Regions from separate parts of the Rattus norvegicus genome. Here region 2 is linked to region 1. A link is a contact called in public Hi-C data. All regions are on one chromosome and are shown on one strand. The core of a region is the stretch at or near the end of the contact, and the rest is flanking DNA. Distances in the headings are between cores, read along the strand shown.

Evidence for each region. Hi-C and Micro-C count contacts between places; a contact is called where the count stands out from the background.
Region 2: a Hi-C map of hepatocytes shows a contact between it and region 1, with 1.7 times the contacts expected there. The contact joins two enhancer-like sites. A contact is called at or near these places in 9 of 12 Hi-C or Micro-C datasets (the A7r5 cell line, the Rat2 cell line, Schwann cells and 4 more).

The regions. Positions count from the first base shown.
Region 1 is chr4:59,861,386-59,867,137 of GRCr8, forward strand. All of the region lies in intron 1 of Ube2h (ubiquitin-conjugating enzyme E2H), which reads right to left. Among named protein-coding and RNA genes, the nearest start is that of Ube2h, 33 kb to the right of the region's middle. Within about 2 kb of position 2,801, at least 8 of the 93 cell types and tissues checked have an H3K27ac peak or open chromatin away from gene starts, as enhancers often do. A contact at or near this core is called in hepatocytes and liver, where this site is marked.
Region 2 is chr4:59,952,536-59,958,287 of GRCr8, forward strand. Zc3hc1 (zinc finger, C3HC-type containing 1) reads right to left here. Exons shown (of 10, transcript NM_001127293.1): 10 at 4,867-5,224. The coding sequence ends at 5,156. Among named protein-coding and RNA genes, the nearest start is that of Zc3hc1, 24 kb to the right of the region's middle. Within about 2 kb of position 2,331, at least 17 of the 93 cell types and tissues checked have an H3K27ac peak or open chromatin away from gene starts, as enhancers often do. A contact at or near this core is called in hepatocytes and liver, where this site is marked.

The DNA.
Region 1 (5,752 bases), core at 1,551-4,050:
TGACTTCCCTGTTTTCACACATAGCTGCTGCTGCTTATTCTTTGTGCTAGCTTTAAATGCCACTTCCTCAAAGACCCTCCTGGCACCTAAAGTACACATCCAAACAAACTGTCAACTCCTTCTGTTTTAATTGTGGTAGAATATTATAGCCCCCCAACTACATTCTGCCCAGTCCTTTTGTCTATCTTATGGGCATTGGTTTTTCTGTTTACATTCTCTTTTGTCATCAATAAAATTCAGGTTTTAAAGGTCAAGAAACCTTTCCAACTCATTCATTCTTTGATCCAGGCACATGGAAGAGAGTGCCCTGTGTGGAAACTGAAGAAAAACTGATTAAATGAATACTGAGAACAGTTTTTGCTAGGTCAGGAAGGGACTGTCTCAGGAAAATAAGTGATGTGTTACACGTACACACATTCTCATCCTAGCCCAGAAGGCTGAGGAAGCACAGGGAGTTTTCAACAGTGCCAATGCAGAGTAACAAGACATTGCTTGGATATGAAAGTATGATGGCTTTCTTCTGAGTGCTAAACTTGAAACCAGCACACGATGTCTGTGAGGAGAGGGACACTTTCCAGGAGCAAAGTAAAGAGAAAATCAGGGATCGTTCTTGTTCTTTGAAACTTCAAAAGAAAATTCTGAGATAAAGGCAGATGTACTCACAAAAGTGCTCCCATGCAGCCTACCGGAGTGCACTGTCAGGGCCACCATCTGAGAGAGCAGTTACCTACACAGCAAGGCAAAGTGTGTTCGCACATGCCAAGGGATGGGGTCTGCCAGAAAGGGAAGGAGAACTCTATCAGCATCAAAGGAAAAGTCAGAGAGAAATGCTATCGGGGGCCACACCAAGAACCCCTGAGTGCTGGACACGGCAGCAGATTAATAAGGTCATTTTATGCAGCTTCTGTGCTAGCTCTTCCTCAAGTAACCTTCTGGTTGTAGCATCTGACTCCCTATTATGTCTACCCAGAGACACAAGCTACTTGTCCACACTGACAAATACTGGCTTTTCAGTTTTAACTTTCAGGTTTGTGAGTTTAGTTCATCTGAGGCCAAAGAAATTACCTTGCTCTTAGTTCAAATTACACTTAGGGAAGAGATAAGGAATAAAGGACAGTTAGCATGAGAGGTCAGGATGTTAGAAAAATGTCTAAGGACTCACTCACATTCAATACCTGGGACCAACATGGAAGAAAAAGAGCACTGACTCCAGAGCTGTCCTCTGGCCAGCTCATGTACACTGTGGCACAGTCGGAGTGAGATACATGTGTGTGCATGCACATATACACACCAGAAGAAAGAAGAGTTTAAGAACAAAACAGACTACAACATGGTATGTTCATGGGTAGCTGAGGTTAATTCAGGTCAGATGCGTATATTCACCGATAGTCACACTGCAGACAGGCTTGCCCAGTACAGTATTTACACCTTAGAAATCACTACAAACCAGGGTTTCACTGGCTCAATGGCAGTTGATCATTATTTACAAATAGTCAGTTACTATTGTACAAAGTCTAGCATAAAAATGGCACTAAATGAAAAAGCCCTTTGACATTTTCTTCCAGCTCCAGAAATGAGACAGGCCTGAAGCACTATTCTTTTACCATCAGTAGATTTTATCAGTGGATGTTATCAGAACATAGTGAGATGGGGGGCTGGAGAGATGGCTTAGAGGTACATATAGCACAACTGTTCTTCTAGAGGATCCTGATCGATTCCTAGCACCCACAAGGTAGCCAACAATAATCATAACTTCAGTCCTAAGGGACACAGATGCCAACCTCTGGCCTTTCTGGGCACTGGCACTCAAGTGACATGTAGCAAACACACGCAGGCTAAACCTCCAATACACATAAACACTTAACATGTAAAACAAGATGTAAAACTTATTTCACAGTTTTCACAATTACAGAAGGGTGGTGATATGCCTTTAATCCCGGCACTCAAGAGGTACATGCAGGCAGATCTCTGTCAGTTCAAGGGCAGCCTGATCCACAAAGCAAGCTTCAGGCCAGTTGTATAATACAGTGAGACCCTGTCTCAGAAATAAAAGGGAAAGGAAAAAAAGTCAATGAAACTTTTATGTCAACCAGAGATGATTATGTCCAAAAACTCCTACTTTCTCTGCATTAAAAGTAAATTACAGGGCTGGAGAGATGGCTCGGCAGTTAAGAGCACTGACTGATCTTCCAGAGGTCCTGAGTTCAATTCCCCAGCAACCACGTGGTGGCTCAGAACCATCTGTAATGGGATCCCTTGCACTCTTCTGATATGTCTGAAGACAGCTGCAGTGTACTCACATAAATAAAAATAAATAGATCTTTTAAAAAAAAAAAGTGAATTGCAGAGGCTGGGCATGGTGGCACATACCTTTAATTCCTATACTAGGGAGAGAAAGGCAGGTGGTTTAAGTTCAAAGCCAGCCTGGTCTACACATGGGGTTCCAGAACAGCCGGGACTACAAAGACTCTGTCTCAAAACAAAAACAAAAAGGAAAAACCTTTACACCAGCTGCATTCAGAGGGTTTTCTGTAGGAACCCTGCTGTGAGAAAGACCAGCTCTGCCTTAACTCCTTCATTTCCAGAACCTCTGGGTCGGGTCCCTCTCCCCCCCATTTCTAAAGTAAAATAATTCACTCATTATGCAAATTATGGGGCGACCACTGAAGAACAATCCAGTTTCTCTGTTGGAGGCTCCAGCTTAACTATCTCCAAACCCAGGGCTATTTCCACATACAAAAGAATTATGGGAATGCCTCCAGCAAGGCAGCCATGCAAGAAGGGCAGGGCATTCCCACTCTCCAGCCCACAGTCCGGGGCCAAAGTCTCTCATATCAGAGCACTCCTAAGTGTAGGCTGCAGAGGTCTGACACTGCCAGCCCTTCTGCCAACAATTTTATTACAAAATCTAAGTCCCTCTTTTAGAAATCAGACTACAATTTCCCCAGAACAAAAGTCAATTTAAACTAACTTGTATCTGACACACACTTTTTTATTTTGAGATATTAATCCTCATCCTTATCAATCTCTCTGCTAGAAAATCAATGCACTCAGAGTTCTAGACTGAGATACCAACGCCTTTATCACTGGAACCTCTATGCAAATGAAGCCCTGCTTTCTCAGAAGATAAGACAAACAAAGATCAGAACAACTATGTAATACTGGGACAGAAAGCAAAGGTCAGGGGGTAAATGACCTGGAAAGGGGAAGATCTGTGTGTGTACAAAAATAATTGTGGCACTCCCATGATATGGTAGTGGCATGCCTTATATGTGGAAAGCGAAAAGCAAGAATTCAAGGTCATCTACAAGAGACCTTGTCTCAAAAAGGAGGGTAGGGTATATAGGGCTGGGGAGATGGCTCAGTCAGTAAAGAAGAGGTCCTGAGTCCAGAGCCCTAGGCACCCTCAGAAAACAGACACACCTCTAATTCCAGTGCAGAAGCAGCACAGGCTTAACTTTATTTGGAACGAAAATGAATTTTGGGGAGAAGCTGATAAATAAGCCTTGTATAAAAGTAGTTCCAAGCCTTGAACCCTAGCACTGGGGAGACAAGACACAAGAGAGTTTCAGTGACTTTGACACCAGCCTGGAATCACACCAGGTTCTAGGTTAATCTGGCCTATACAGCAGGGTTGTCTTAGAAAGAAAGAAAGGAAGGGAGGGAGGGAGGGGAGGAGAGGGGAGAGGAGGGAGACAGGCAGAGGAGGGGGTAGGAGAGGAGAGGAGGAGGGGAAGGGAGGAAGGGAGGGGAGGGGAGGGAGACAGATGGGGGGGAGGAGAGGAGAGGAGGAGGGGAAGGGAGGAAGGGAGGGGAGGGGAGGGAGGAAGGAAGGATGGATGCGGGAGGGAGGGAGGGAAGAACCCAGTGTGAATGCAATCTTGGCATTCTGGAGGCTGAGACAGAAGACTGCCCATAAATTCAAAACTTTAAAGCCAGGAAAAGCCAGGATGCACCCAGTGTTGCTCTGGTAACAAAAATGAGAAGAAGCCTGGACGGAAGCAAACAAGGTACAGAGAGACCTCCAGCAGGAAGTCTGCTACAGCAGGAGCGCAGAGACGGGTACAGACTCTTCACATATGGAATAATGACGTTTCTCGTGTGAAATAAATGTTTGCCTGTTAATACCTGGCCACCTGCATTCAAGCCCCGGAATCCATCAGGGTGGAGACAGAACCAACTCACAATGTTCTCTGACCTTTTGCTCAGGGGCACATGCACCACCTACCCCACACATCATTCACAAGCACAGGTAATTTTTAAAAATTATTCAATATAAACCAAGTAACCTTCCAAATAAAATTGAAGTTTTAGAGTGCAGACTTTAAAAGTTGGGAAACACAAGGCCAAGCACAGTGGTACATGTATTAATCTCAGCGCTTGAGAAGCTGAGGCAGGCATCTCTCTGAATTTGAAGCCTCATTGCCCCTCCTCCCATATGACTGACTGGAAAGCACAGTATTTAAGTCAATTGGCATCATAAAATAGAGAAAAGCCTCAGTGTTCATTGTTTATATATAAATCAGTGTTGGTCCATGAGGCGTCCACCTCCTCGTGGCCACCACTGCCCTCATTCCCTGCACACCAGTACCCAGCTACCACTCTAAGCACCTGTGGCCTGTTTGTCTCATGTAAGCCCCACCACTGTTTCACAAGAACACCAGTACATTCTAAGTTAAGAGCCTTGCCTCAAGACCCCTGCAGAGTGGATGGAGAACCAAGTCCAACTTGGCTGGTCCTATTCTTGCCTGCACTCCCTGACATTACTCTTACACTGGGATAACATCTGAAAAGAGAACAAATGTAACCTGTAAGCTAGGAGCACATGCTTGCTTGTCTTTCTTCCTTGAACTCAGTGCAGATCTTAGAACCCAGGTGGGTCACTGCTTAAGGAGATAAAAATTATCAACTAAGCATCGCCAGGTATGACACTTACGCCAGGAGAATAGGAGTTTACAGTGCCAAATACTAGCTCAGATAGATCAACTCTTAAACAGCAGGTCTGTGAGCAGGACAGCCCATACAGAGAGGAAGAGATTCTGGTAAAGCAGATGCTGCATCGACGTACTCTGAGGTCACGTCACAGGAGACTTGAAGAGCACACGCCCTCACTAACTGACCCAGGTTTCAACAGGAGCCTTATGGAAGCTAACTTCATCTCTGAGACACTCCCTGCCACCCACTGCAGAGCGTTGTCAGTGTGATGGTACAGAATTTAGCAGCTGAGCGTCAAAGCCTAGGCTGGCTGCCGCAGTCTCCAACTGTACTTAACCTAAGCCTTAGCTTCTCCTCTGTGAACGCCATCTCGTACAGTCCTTTTGAGGACCAAGGAAGTCATGTAGAGTGCTCAGCACAGGACACTCTGCCACGTCAGCTGGTATGGCTACTGATGGTATGTCCTGGCTTAGAGGAGGTATTCATAGAACCTTTGCCACTAGTACAAGCCTCAGGATAATGACAACCAACCTCCTCCACCACCACCAGGCATGATCTTTAGGGGAAGCTGCATCTTTCCCTGAGGTTGTGAAAATAACTTTTATGGCTTTACAGGAATGAGAGAAACATTTCATAAAACTAAAACCACCAGCTTGCCTCCCTTTAGTTAAAGGAAGGGTTCTTGATCTGCTTCAGTCTGTAAACTATTTATTCCACTGCTAGTGCCTGCAGGCAGGCAGACAAGTCCCGTACCCTAGAAACACCTCACTGTGGCTCTCAGAAGACTGAGGCAGAGAGCAGCCATTCCACAGTGGCA
Region 2 (5,752 bases), core at 1,081-3,580, 91 kb after region 1:
CAAGTACAAAAAGGGCGATAAATGGATTAGAACACTCTGACCCTCAATCTCTGTGATCTAACCGCCTTACCCAGAGGCCTTTGCATGGTCTCCTGATCCTCTAATGGCTTCAGCTACATGAATCAATTTAGCCAGGGAGGCACCGAAAAGAGAACATGGGCTAAAGATGGAAAGATCTGTCTCTCAATGAAGGGCTCAAGTGTAGCATTCTCTCCTAAAGGCACGGGTCAGCCGACCAGATGACAGCTATATAAAGCCAAAGAAAACCCAGAATAGGAACACAACTAAAAATAGTCAGGAAAGCTTGAGGAGGAAGTGCCTGACTCTTGGCGGTGGTCAAGCCATACAAGCAGCTGCTTTTGTTGCTGAGGTGGAACTGGGTGGAAGACTCAAGGGTTGGTTGAGAAGCAGTCAGTCCCAGTTGTCTACGGATGCAACGACCAAATGTGACAAGCCCCTGAAAATAATGTCTCACTTGGTGAGCCTATTAAAATTGGCTAAAATCTAAAAAGAGCTAGGAAACTAGTGTTTTATGAGCCGTGGCAACACGATCTTCCTTTCCACCAAGAGAGGCAGAGCTCGGTTTAGGACTTGGGAAAGGAAAATCACAGAATCACAAGGCCGGAGTTATTCCCGGCTACAAGGCAATGGAAAGAACAGAAGGCTGGGAGGGAGGGACTGGAGTGTCACTGTCTGCCACACTCTAGCTATGACAGAGGTGCGTATTAAGTATCTTCGAGCGTCAGTCTTCTAGAAAAGCAAATCTTCTTCCATGAGAAACACAGTCTCTGCCAAACAGAATCCTAGCGGCTCCAGTGACAAATCAAGATAGGACGACAGTAGGGCTGGGAGGATGGAGAGATAAAAGGGTCTGGGTGACCCTGACAGTGAAAGGTGCAAACCAGGGAAACAAAGAAGGGGGAGTTGGGAGCCCTTTCCCAGGAGAAGACAAACAGGTTAGCCAGCATCCTACAAGATTGCCCAATATAATTAATAAAGTGGGAAATCTTATACTACTATTTTTGTGGGTAATGTGTTAGTCTGTTTTGTGTTGCTGTTACAAAACACCCAAGACTGGGTACTTAATAAAGAAAGAAATTTTTTGGTCACGTGGTAGTAGCACAAGACTGTAATTCTAGCACTCAGGAGGCAGAGGCACCAGCCTGGTCTGCAGACTGAGTTCAAGAACAGTCAGGGCTATACAGAGAAACTCTGCCTCAAAAAGGAAGGGGGGGGAGAGGGGGGGAGGTTCTGGGGGGCTAAGAACACAGTCAGCATTTCTGGTGGGAGATATCATGTGACCATGAGAGGTAGCAAGAGTGATCCCAAAAAGCTCAACCCTTTTTTTTTTTTTTTTTTTTTTTTTTGGTTCTTTTTTTCGGAGCTGGGGACCGAACCCAGGGCCTTGCGCTTCCTAGTCAACCCTTTCTTGTTTTGTTAAAAATCACTTTTTTTTTTTGTACATGTATGTATGTATTAAGCATATAACACCATCCATGTGTGGAGGGCAGAGAACTTGAAATCAGTTCTCCCTCTTCTGTGGGACCTGAGCATTGGTCTCAGGTCAGCAGGCCTGGCAGGCACTTCTACTCACTCACTAAGGCATCTCTCCAGCCCATGGTTTTGTTTGAGACAGGGTTTCGTGTAGCCCAGGATGATCTGGAATTCTCTATGTAGCCTCGAAACCTTGATCCTCTCAAGTGCTGGATATAGGAATGCACCATGTTTGTTTTTTGCAATGCTGGGGGACCAAACTCGGGGCTTTATGCATGCTAAGCAAGCACTCCTCAACTGAGCTACAGCACTAGCCTCCCAAACTAAGCTTTAAACAATGTACACTGTTGTGGTGACACGCCAGTCCCAGGAAAGCCAGAATTTACCCTCTCAGGGAAGCATTAGCCTCTGTTATAGGCCCCAGCACCCGTCAATGGAATGGCTCCTAGTCTCAACATGTGTGGGTGAGAGAAAAAACATTCAGACCACAGCACTGAATTAATACAAATAATCTTTTTTTTCTTTTTTCTTTTTTTCGGAGCTGGGGACCGAACCCAGGGCCTTGCGCTTGCTAGGCAAGTGCTCTACCACTGAGCTAAACCCCCAACCCCCAAAATAATCTTTTAATGGGGCATTAAAAAACATCATTCAAGCCAGGTGTGGTGGCTATGCCTAACCCCAGCGCTTAAAGGATCCTGAATTTAAGGTTAGTTCAGGTTATAAGGGAGAGCAGAGCCTGTACTCAAAAAAGGTGGAAGTGTCTGGGGAAATAGATCAGAGATCAAAGGGTGCATGTGATAAGGGAAAGAACTGGAATTTGATCCCCTGAACCCACTGCTACGGTGCAGTGTGTGCTTGTGATCCCAGCTCAGGGGAGATGGCCAGAGGATCCCTGGAGCAGGCTGGCAGCTAGGCAGGCCTTATTGTAAGATCAGGCTCAAAGAAAGTAAACTGAGTTCCTTAAGGTGACATCCAGGGTTGTCCTATGTCCCCTACACACAAACACATATGTATAGCCACACACATGAACATGCACACATACATACACCAAACTATAAAGAATCAAATGAGCCAGGTGTGCTGGTTCATCCCTGTAACCCTAGCACTCGGGAAGCTGAAGCAGAAGGCTCAGAAGTTCAAGGTCACCCCCAGTTACATATGGAAACCAGTCCTGGCTAGTTTAAAATGTCAAACAAAGGAACAAAAGCCAGAGGGACTGAGAAGCTGAAGGAGTGGCTCGGAGGTTCCTGGCACTCACGTGGCAGCTCACAGTTCCAGGGAATCAGACACCCTCACTTAGCCTCCACAGGCGCCAGGCGTGCCTGTGGTACCTAGATATACACCATTACAGACACCCATTACACACACCAGTAAGTGGAAAACCTTAAAAAGCAAGCAAAACACTAGGGCCAGTGAGATGGCTCAGGAGTCAGGAGGTGAAGAGGCTAGAAACCTGAGATTGATTCCTAGAACCTACCTAAAGGGGTGCAGAGAGGACTGACTCCACAGGGTGGGACCCCACATGCTCACGGTACCATATGTAACAACACATGTGCTTCACTTTACATGGCTTCCCAGATCTGAGTTTTCCACCAGCATTGAACCCCCCAACCCTGTGCTTCAGAACACAGCGATAATTTAGACAGGAATTTAACCACAGGACAGAAGTCACCACACCAAGTGTAAGAGTTAGGAGTGGGGCTCAGGTCTGTCATTCCAACACTTGAGGGGAGGAAGAAGGATCCCAATTTGTGCTGATCTGTGGTACAGGGGTCTCTCAGAAATAGTAAATGATTTTCATTCCTTGAGTTATCTTGGCTAGGTCACACCCTCAAGGTCATCTTTGAGTCACTTGTGTGTATGTGTGTGTTTGTGGGTATGGTGTGTATATATGTGGAGGTCAGAGGCTCTCCCTTTTATTTTTCTGAAATGGGCTCTCACAGAACTTGAGGTAAATGATGTAACTGCACCAGACAGCCAGGACCTTCCTCGGCTGACGTGTTTTCTTCTGAGCTACTGCCACAGCCCTCTCTTCTTTTCTTCCCACTTCTACAACACTGCTCCCAAGTCTCTAGAGTAGCTATAGGTGTGTCCTAATACATTTGGTTTAAACACCCTCCATCCCTACCCCCTGATACAGGGCTTTTCTGTGGCCCTGGCTGTCCTGGAACTTACTCTGTAGACCAGGCTGGCCTCCAACTCAGATCCTCTTGCCTCCGACTCCTGAGTGCTGGGATTAAAGGTGTGCGGCACCACTGTCTGGTTCAGACATCATTTTTAAGAACTGAGTACCCGTTGTGGTATGTATTTCACTGTGTTGGGATTAAAAACCAAAAAAAGCAAGCTCCCCTTTCTGACCTCCAGGCCAGCCCCTGCTCTGGTCTGCCTTGTGTGCAGTCCTGAGTGATCGCAAACACGCCAATGACCCCAGTGCCTCAGACCCACATGGCCGGCTACTCTTCCCGCACCGTACACAATGACTGCGCTGAGGCTGTTCTGTGGCTGCGGTGGTTCCGTCTGAGTGTGAGCAGCCCCCTGGGTCCCAGGTTCTCTATGCGTTTCTGTGTTTGCCTTTCCTTCACTCCCTCACTGCCCCAGTCAATTTTCCAGGAGTACGTCGTGTAGAAGTCAGCACTGTACTTCCCTGGACATTCTCTCCAATTCCATCCGAGCATTAGCACCCCTCTTCCTTTCTCTCTGAGACAGGGTTTCTGTGTAGCCCTGGCTGTCCTGGAACTCACTCTGTAGTGCAGGTTAGCCTCAAACTCAGAGATCCGCCTGCCTCTGCCTTCTGAGTGTTAGGATTAAAGACATGGGCCACCATTACCTGGCCTTTTTTCTTTTTCTTTCCTTTTTTCACCCCCCTCAGTCTAGCCTTAAAGTCCCAGTAATTCTCCTGCCTTAGCCTCCAGGTAGTGGAGAACAGGTGTGAGCCACTATGTTGCCTTAACTTCCAATTTTACTCTTCCTTTGAGGGTAGACAAATCATATGAGAATTGCATCTGGAACAACTAGAAATCTGGGCTCAGGGCATGCTGGGACTTACACCCAGAACTGGCCATGCCAAACACATGTTTAACCATCAAGCCTTTCCTCCAGGCCCCTAATAACAAATTTTGAATACAGACTAGTTAAGCAATATTTAGGGATTAATTTTGCTGGACATAACTGTACTAAAGAAGTCACATTTCTTAGTGATATCGACTGAGGCAAAGTATGGATGGAATATTACTATTGCAAGACTTTTCTCTTGGGGATTCTAAGCAATAACTGTCCTGCTTTCTGAGTAAGGTCCAAGGCCAACCACAGCTCAGTTTTATGAAAACTGCCCCCGGGGAACCGGGAGGGAGAAATCAATTCTCTAGCAGCAGAACCTTAGCAAACACTTTATTAACAAATACTGTCACACTCCTGAGCCTCACGCTCAGAACACTGCCTGAACCAAACCCTCAAGTCTTGTGGCTGGTTCATAGCCCTGCAGTCCCGACAGAACTGGGCCTGCTGTATCTTACCCTGTCCACATCCCACATGGCAATTGGGTCCCCTCTTTGCCATGCAGATGGCAGGCCTTTGCGCTTGCAATTCAACCAGAATGAAGAAAAGCAGCGTCAGCTGACTGTTTTTCAAAAAGTCGCCCTCAACAGTTCTGTCTGCAGCATTTTCAGGATGAGCATAAAGACTCCCACTGCCGGAATATTCGGAACACTTTCCTTGATTTTTCAGAGAGACTCTGTAGATAGAAAAGCTTATTATTAGAATTACATTCTTCCATAGAGACGAAAGATAGGTATGGCTGTAGGCCTGCCTTGGTATCTGTGATTGAATAAGAATTCATTTTATGGGGCTGGGGATTTAGCTCAGTGGTAGAGCGCTTACCTAGGAAGCACAAGGCCCTGGGTTCGGTCCCCAGCTCCGAAAAAAAGAACCAAAAAAAGAACTCATTTTATGGAGTTGGGGATTTAGCTCAGTGGTAGAGCACTTGCCTAGCAAGCGCAAGGCCCTGGGTTCAGTCCTCAGCTCCAAAAGAAACAAAACAAACAAACAAACAAACAAACAAAAAACCACTCATTTTATGTCATGCTACATTGTACATAATGCACAGCTTAAGTCAAACAAATCAAGAAGCCTGTGTTCAATGGCCAGATCACTGCCAACACTCTGAGCTTCCCTCGTACTGTCCTCATCTTTGTGACAAGGGCACTCCTGACCCACGCTGAGTCCAGCACATGCTGTGCTCTGGCTTTTACCCAGGATGTTT